Linked DNA regions of Zea mays: region 1 is linked to region 2. The links are chromatin contacts, called in public Hi-C maps. All regions are on one chromosome and are shown on one strand. The core of a region is the stretch at or near the end of the contact, and the rest is flanking DNA. Distances in the headings are between cores, read along the strand shown. Region 1 holds the start of LOC606481 (adenosine 5'-phosphosulfate reductase-like 7). Region 2 holds the start of LOC100280769 (RALF).

Region 1 (4,079 bases), core at 543-3,042, 200 kb before region 2:
CCAAGCCTTTGCATAGCCGTCTGTGCTTTGCGCTGCGCTCCACTTCCGGCTACCGATGTATGCCACTGGCTCTTCACCTGCATCAAAACCAAACTCTCATTTAATAAGTAACTAAATTGTTTTTTTATTTCTTCTTCTCCATCAATAACATTCTAAATTCCAATACGTACCTGTAGCAGCAGTGTAAAGGCTGACCAGGGAGTCGAGATCTTTGGAACCAAGAGGCCAGAACACGTGTGAGTTGCGAGCTATTATTATGGAAGGCAGTGCACGGACATGGTACCTTGACAAAATGCTGCAGATTATATATACAAGGAAAGAGATGTCTCACTTACATGCATTATTAGCTATTATTATGAAAGGTAATTACTGCGTTCCAGCATATTCGGGTCTTACGCTTCATGATGCTGGACTCTTCCACGGCCAAGTGCTTAACCCGTGGAAACATTGAGCTCAGATCATCAAAGACTGATCTGGTTCTTTGAGAGAAAGGGCACCATGATGCATAGAAAAGGACAGCCGTGTGCTTTTCCTTGCCATCCAACATCCTCAGAAGCTCCTCCCCACTAACAACCTGCCAAAACTTTTGGAAGTGAGCTTCATACCGTATTATTAGACACCAAACCTCCATACTACACACACGATAAAACTCCAGGCCAATCCAGTAAAAGTCAACCTTTGCAAATGATCATACATACTTGATGCTCTTCCCTTATCACATTTAAGCCACTCGCCAGAATTAAAGAGCACAACAACATTTAACTTTTAGCCGTCCCAGTCCCTGATCCTACCGAGTTGACTGTAAATTAGTCCTGAGAGTTCCCATTAGTTGTTCTGGTGCTACACTGATAGATACTCACTACTGAATGAATTTTTGAGTCATTCCAACTAGGACCCATGTGCATCAAACGCTTAAATAACTGGGAAATATACAAATAACGTAAGGGAAACAGTTCACAAACCCCAACAATACACTATAGAAAGTAAAACGAAGGACCACGGACATAGGCCACGCACCCTACTGTTCTTGACGCTGTTTGCGTTGACTAGTTGAATTATATTTATACTTGAACACACAAGAACATGCAGATTCCGTCAACAACAAACAAGGGAAGGGGGTCAAGAAAGTGATCCTGTGTACAAAGAAAGATTAATGGAAACCAATCTACTAAAGTACAGCTTGATCCAGGCGCCTCTATTCACCCCGGCCCGTAAAAAAACTTAGGAAACAAAATTTTCTGCCCATGGTTCGCCAGGGAGAATCCACGCTAATCAGTGAAGTAAACAAAAGGAGCTAAACTTCTGGGATGGAAACAGCAATACATCATCGATCAAGAAGTATGAACAGCACAGGAATTTCTCGGCATGAGCATCGGAGCAAAGTGTGAGATCCGCCAGAACCGTACGCTAATAAACCGCCCGGTTTGTTTGGCTTCGCCCTGCCCGAGAGAACTAAATATTGCCGGCTTGCCGCCAACTAGGCAACCACACGGCCGGAGGTAGGGCTCAGAGACACGCACCTCGTAGGGGGGCCAGTACCCCTCCGTCGAGACGGGGCAGGTTGCCCGGAGCGCGGCGGCGAACGGCGGCAGCCCGTACTCCAGCCCCGGACACTGTCCCAGATACTGCCGCGCCGGGCGTGCATACGCACCAGGCAGCGCCAGCAGCAGAAGCAGGGGGAGGAGGACGCGGGTCATGGCGACGGCCGACGGAGGCGAGAGGCGAGAGAGAGAGAGAGAGAGGAGAGAGGAGTGAGTTTTCTTGGCTTTCTAGAGGGTCAGCTTTGGGAATCTTTCGAGGTTTGGTGTGCCCTTCGTGGAATCAGGGTTTGATTAGACTACCCGTGCTTCGGCCGGCAGGATTCTCCACGAACGTAGCCGCTGCCAGCTGACGTGTGGGTCCGGCAACAGGGTAACCCTGCTGGGCAGCGGCCGGACATTACGGTAGAGGAGTCACTCGTAGCTTTCGGATAGATAGGTGGTGATGACGGGTCAAAACCTGCAAAAAGTATGGCCTAACTTTTTTCTTGGGATTAAAGTTTACCCATATCATATCACATATTTGAATGTATATTAATTGTATTAAGCATGTCTCGTCCTCTATATTCATCCTCTATATCTATCATTTATGGTCTCCTTTAAAAGATTCTATCCTCTATATCTACTTCATCTCCAACAACGTTCTCTAAATCACATCATCTATATATAAATACCTATATTAGAATATTTTTTATTTTTTTGTATATACATATTTATCATACTCTCAAATGTATTGTACATATTTTAGTTTTGCTAAACCGATTATTTAAAGCATTCAAATAGATAGAGGACCATTTATAGAAACTCTATATATGGAGAATTCAACAGCGTCCTCTAAATTTATAGGACCGTTTAGAGGACGCTGCCGGAGAGCGTAGAGGACCGTTTGATCCTCTATATTTAGAGTACATGAGGCTTTATGGGCTCTTGTTGGAGCCAACCTAAGAATAGAGCTTCGGACTCTGGTTTTTATAGAAAAAACTCAGAGCCCTGTCAAACACCCTTTTTAACGAGTTACTGCTAAAAGCACATAAAAACGAGAGCTATTTTTGTGTTATGGAGAAGAAGTCACAAATAATAGCTTCAGCGACTCTAGCCCTAGCTCTGACACTTTATTACAGTGAAATGACTCTGACTTTAGGATAATTTGTTTTTGCTAAACAATTTGCGAAATGGCTTTAGTTCTACCAAAAAAGATGTTTTTCAGTAAAAACCAGAGTTAGAGTTGTTTTTAGGGAAGCTAGAGCCCTAACAAACAGGCCCTAAATATAGTCTAATTATAAAACTAATAACACAACTAAATACTAAACAATAGAATTTTAAGCCCAATAAATCCATGATTAGCAAATACTTACTATAACATCATATGATCGAATCATTGACTAATTAGACTTAAAAGATTGGTGAAAGGGAAATAGGCTTACACCTTTTCCTAAATAGATTTTGGTGGTTGAATTGCCCAACACAAATAATTGGACTAACTAGTTTGCTCTAGTCTATAAATTTAAAGGCGCCAAAGGTTCACAGTAAGCCAATAAAAAGACCAAGAAAGGGTTCAAACAAAGAGAGCAAAAGACAACCGAAAGGCACCCTGGTCTGGCGCACCGGACAGTGTCCGGTGCACCAGGGCACTCGACGCTGAACTCGCTACCTTCGGGAAAATGGGAGGCCGCTCCGCTATAATTCACCGGACTGTCTGGTGTCACACCGGACTGTCCGGTGTGCCAGCGGAGCAACGGCTACTTCGCGCCAACGGTCGACTGCAAACGCATTCAATGCGCTACAGTGCGCGCCAGAGTCAGAGCAGCGCCAGACGGCGCACCGGACAGTCTACAGGACCTGTCCGGTGCACCACCGGACAGCCCAGAGGCCCCACCAGTCAGAGCTCCAACGGTCAGAACCCAACAGCCGGCTGACGTGGCTAGCGCACCGGACAGTGTCCGGTGGCGCACCGGACTGTCCGGTGCGCCATGCGACAGCAGCCTTCCAACGACCACATTTTGGTGGTTGGGGCTATAAATACCCCAACCACCCCACATTCAATGGCATCCAAGTTTTCCACATTCAACACATTACAAGAGCTATAACATTCAATTCTAGACACAACCAAAGAGATCAAATCCTCTCCCAAGTCCGGAATCACTCCAAATCAAATAGTGACTAGAGAGAGCGACATTTGTGTTCATTTGAGCTCTTGCGCTTGGATTGCTTCTTTTCTTTCTCATTCTTTCTTGTGATCAAACTCAATTGTAACCAAGGCAAGAGACACCAATTGTGTGGTGGTCCTTGCGGAAACTTTGTGTTCCGTTTGATTGAGAAGAGAAGCTCACTCGGTCTAAGTGACCGTTTGAGAGAGGGAAAGGGTTGAAAGAGACCCGGTCTTTGTGACCACCTCAACGGGGAGTATGTTTGCAAGAACCGAACCTCGGTAAAACAAATCCTTGTGTCTCACTCCTTATTTGCTTGCGATTTGTTTTTCCGCCCTCTCTCTCGGACTCGTTTATATTTCTAACGCTAACCCGACTTGTAGTTGTGTCTAAG
Region 2 (4,131 bases), core at 1,336-3,835:
CTTGACTCCAAGACACAAACAAGAGATAAAATCCTCTCCAAAGTCCAAAACCACTCCAAACACTTAGTGACTTATGAGAGAGAGATTTTCGTGTTCATTTGAGTTCTTGTCGCTTGGATCGCTTTCTTCTTCCTCCATTCTTGTTCTCAAGACACTTGTAATCAAAGCAAAAGACACCAAGTTGTGGTGGTCCTTGTAGGGGTCTAAGTGACCCGGTTTGATTAAGGAGAAAGCTCACTCGGTCTAAGTGACCGTTTGAGAGAGGGAAATGGTTGAAAGAGACCCGGTCTTTGTGACCACCTCAACGAGGACTAGGTTTGCAAGAACCGAACCTCAGTAAAACAAATCACTGTGTCATCCGCTTCATTTGCCTTGTTTTGTTTTTCACCCTCTCTTTCAGACTCGGTTTTATTTCTAACTCTAACCCTGGCTTGTAGTTGTGCTTAAAGTTTGTAAATTTCAGTTTCCGCCTATTCACCCCCCTCTAGGCGACTTTCACCATCCCTTTGCCGGCACCCACACGTACCTTATCGACTGCACGCCGCCGTCACCAAGGCCCTTGTGACCATGCACCGCCACTCCATTGTCGTCCTATGGAGATTATTCCTCCTTGAAACTGCCCCCTCGCCCTCAATCTCATGCGCCTTGCAGACGGGTGGCCTCACGTCGCGGGGTCGGTGCGCTCGACTGTAGCCCGAGTTTCGCTTCGACACCATCTCGAACGACTCGCGGACGTCGTGCTCCATCTCATAACAGTATAATACACATTTACACATAAGTTATCGTGATATTATATGTCTCCGTTGCAACACACGGGCACTCACCTAATATATATATATAACATATACATTAACTATTGTATGAATCTATTGAAATGCTAAAATGACAAATATTTTTAGGATGGAGGGAGTACTCCACGCTTTGGGAAATGAACTTAGGAAGCAAAAATAAAATTTTATCATATTTTCGAAAGGCACTTAGAGTGTTATTGTTTGTTTTATTATAGTCTTCGCAGGCATTAGACCTTATGCATATAGTAGCTCAACATAAATGTATACAATATATCTTGATATTTGGTAGTTATACATGGGGAAGCTGCATTTAATAAATTTACATTTGGTTCTTTACATTTTGTAGTCATTATATGTTCTAATTGAGGTCTTACATTTATTGTAGACGTATAGTGACATACTAACTATTTCGTTTTTTATGTGGGTATCCGCTTCAGAGTACTAGCTAATTCAATATTGGCTTTTAACTCTATATATACAAACATGCTTAATAACTAGTCCCTCTATATATATTGGAATAGAAGTCGTTTAGAACATGATTGTGAATACCGAAGAGTGGTTAATTAGGGTGACATTTGTCATGTTTGCCCATATGAAATAGCTCTGCGGCTGTATTATGAACACAAAAACCATGCATCGATTCGTTGTCATATGTAGTTCAATGAACACAAAAACCATGCATCGATTCGTTGTCTAAATGAAGTCCTAGCATCCAAAATGACTTGATTGGCCAATCTGCAGCTAGCTCTCCAAAGGGAGTAAATGCTAACGGTTAATGAACAGACATTGCACAAATTAACTAGGGGGTAATCAACCGAAACGTTGATGGATTGCCTTTTTAACTAGGGGGTGATCAACCCTAAGGGCATATACAGTGGTGTTTAATGTGGAGGCTCTTAAGGTGTTTAAGGGGTGTATTTGCAAAAAAATCTTAGAGCCGTCTCTCCGTGAAGAGACGCCTCTGGCTCATAAACCAAGTAGTAATAGACGCCTCACTTCCTACTGTACGAATTTGTCGTCTGTTCTATCGATCTGCTGCTGTACAAATGCATTTAATTCTGTATTTATTAGTAGACTACATTTATAGACACTCCATTGTATAATAGAGTCTCTTAGTTGTCTCTTGTGCTTGGAGAACCGTTTTGGTGTCTCTCCACTGTACATGCCCTTACCACGGCGGGTTCGGTCAAGAGTGGATTGAAGAGGATTAGTGGAATTAAATCTCTCCCTACTCAAAATTAAATAGTAAAAGATCTAATCCTGTCAAACTCCTCTGATTCCTATGTAACCGAATAAGGGCTTCACCAGCACAGATAATTTTGGGGTTCATTTTCACCCAGCTAAAACTTAGTCTCTGTTACATTAAATGTTCGAACAATAACTATGAGTATTAAATATGGTTCGATTATAAAACAAACTAAAGAATAAAAGACAATACAAATTTGTTAAACCTAATTAAGCTTATATTTAATACTTATAATATATTTAAATATTTAATATGATAAAAAATTAAACTTTATTCAGGAAACCAAATATCCCTTGGTTGGAAGTCAGGTCGAAATTGTCGGATCCTGGCTGCCAGAGCCACGAGTCCTCGGCAAACCTGTCACATGTTTTAGGCTTTGTTGTCATGGAGAAGCAGGGCCTAACCACCCAATCAGAATGAATCATGCGCGCCACCTGGATGATTAGCGCCGGCACCGCCGATGGCCCTGTGGTTATGCCGGCCACCGCAATCACGATCAATCACGTCATTGTCCTTGGATTAGCACCATCCGTCGTGGCGTGGCCTCTTTTAGCAGCCCAGCTGTGCGCTCCTTTCTTTTATCTGTGTCTGCGCCTCCCTTGCACGGACTCCGTCTCCACTCCTTGACGACTCACGAGCACAGCAAGGCTCGCTCGCTCGCACACACCAAGCAAGCAGGCCGCAGGCGTCTCACAGGCTCTCCGCCGTCCCCCAACGCGCTTTCCCCGGCGCCATGGCCAGGCTGGCGCTGGTGCTCCTCCTGCTGCTGGCCGTGGCGGCGTCCGCGTGGGCCGGCGCCGGCGCGAGCCACCTCGATCTGGGCTTGGGCTTCCTCTCCTCCGGGGACCGCCGGCGGGAGTGCCGCGGCACGGTGGCCGAGTGCCTGGACGAGTCAGAGGGCCTGGACCTGGGGGCGGGGCCCGCGTCCGTGGAGTCCCACCGCCGCGCGCTCTACGGCGGCGGCGGCGGGTACATCAGCTACGGCGCGCTGCGGCGGGACAACGTGCCCTGCTCCCGCCGCGGCGCCAGCTACTACAACTGCCGCCCCGGGGGCCAGGCCAACCCGTACCACCGCGGCTGCTCCCGCATCACCCGCTGCCGCGGCTGAGCGGATCCGGCATTCCACCCGCCGCCGAGAATAAGTTCTTTTGCCCTGTTCACCCCACCCGAGTGCTACCGCTACCGCCGCCGCTGTTCACAAGTAGTACTAGAGCTATGGATTTTCATTGTTGTATGGGGGGTTTGTTTGCCAGATCCTTGTGCTGATCCTATGTCGCCTTAATACTCTTATTATTCTTTCCATTCCATTGCTTTGATTGCTGCTTGGTTCCTGCAAGTGTCCTGTTCAGACAGATTCTGAGTTCGGGTTGCTCATTCTCAAGAGTCCGGGATTCGTCGTGGAGACCTGACCTAGAGCAGCAGATGCAGATCCGTGTTCCTGGCTGATCCCTGCTCTTTGTTCTTTCTGCTACGATCCCACCTGCATTGCTGCTTGCAGGAATGGAGTTTTTTTTTTTTTTGGAACAATTGGATCTATACTATTAAAAGATCCAAACTTTAGATATATACCATGGACCACACATGTTATTGACTCATGTGAACCCACATGTAAGTGAGATAGTAATGGTATGGATCCAAAGTGGTGATCTTTTAATGGTATGGATCCAAATTTCCCTTTTTTTTTGGCTGTGCGATTTATGTGGTGGATTCTGCTGAGAGCTAGGAGGCATCGTGTACACAACAGGCAGATGAAATGGAAGCATGGAACCACTTTATTTTCCAAAAAAAACATTTCATATGCTGGAGGTGGATTGTATTGGTCTGGACGACGGTGGTTGAGAGTGAGAGGCATGAGCCGTGACGCGGCATCTTCATTCTGCGCGCCATGTGGAGTTGCTGTTCGTATATGGAGGGAATAAATGACCTGTTTTTCTTGTTTCTCAGCAGAGTGAATGCTGCCTCGGAACGAAACGTCCCACAAATAACTTTTAATCTGCCGTCGCGTCAGAAATAGTTTATTCTTCTGTAGACGGTGCTCTTTTTGTTTGTAGTTTTTTTCTTCAAGAAACATATATACACCTAAAAGATAAGTTA

The links. A called contact is a pair of places that touch in the nucleus more often than the background predicts.
Region 1: a Hi-C map of ear shows a contact between it and region 2, with 2.6 times the contacts expected there. The contact joins the promoter of LOC606481 here to the promoter of LOC100280769 in region 2. A contact is called at or near these places in 4 of 25 Hi-C or Micro-C datasets (bundle sheath, ear, leaf and 1 more) and 2 of 3 datasets of contacts at active chromatin or transcription factors (leaf and seedling).

The regions. Positions count from the first base shown.
Region 1 is chr3:134,433,838-134,437,916 of Zm-B73-REFERENCE-NAM-5.0, reverse strand. It overlaps LOC606481 (adenosine 5'-phosphosulfate reductase-like 7), which reads right to left and starts at 1,792. Exons shown (of 5, transcript NM_001112336.2): 1 at 1,521-1,792; 2 at 401-574; 3 at 397-398; 4 at 171-295; 5 at 1-77. The coding sequence starts at 1,697.
Region 2 is chr3:134,230,712-134,234,842 of Zm-B73-REFERENCE-NAM-5.0, reverse strand. LOC100280769 (RALF) reads left to right here and starts at 2,585. Exons shown (of 1, transcript NM_001153691.2): 1 at 2,585-3,688. The coding sequence starts at 2,771. The coding sequence ends at 3,145.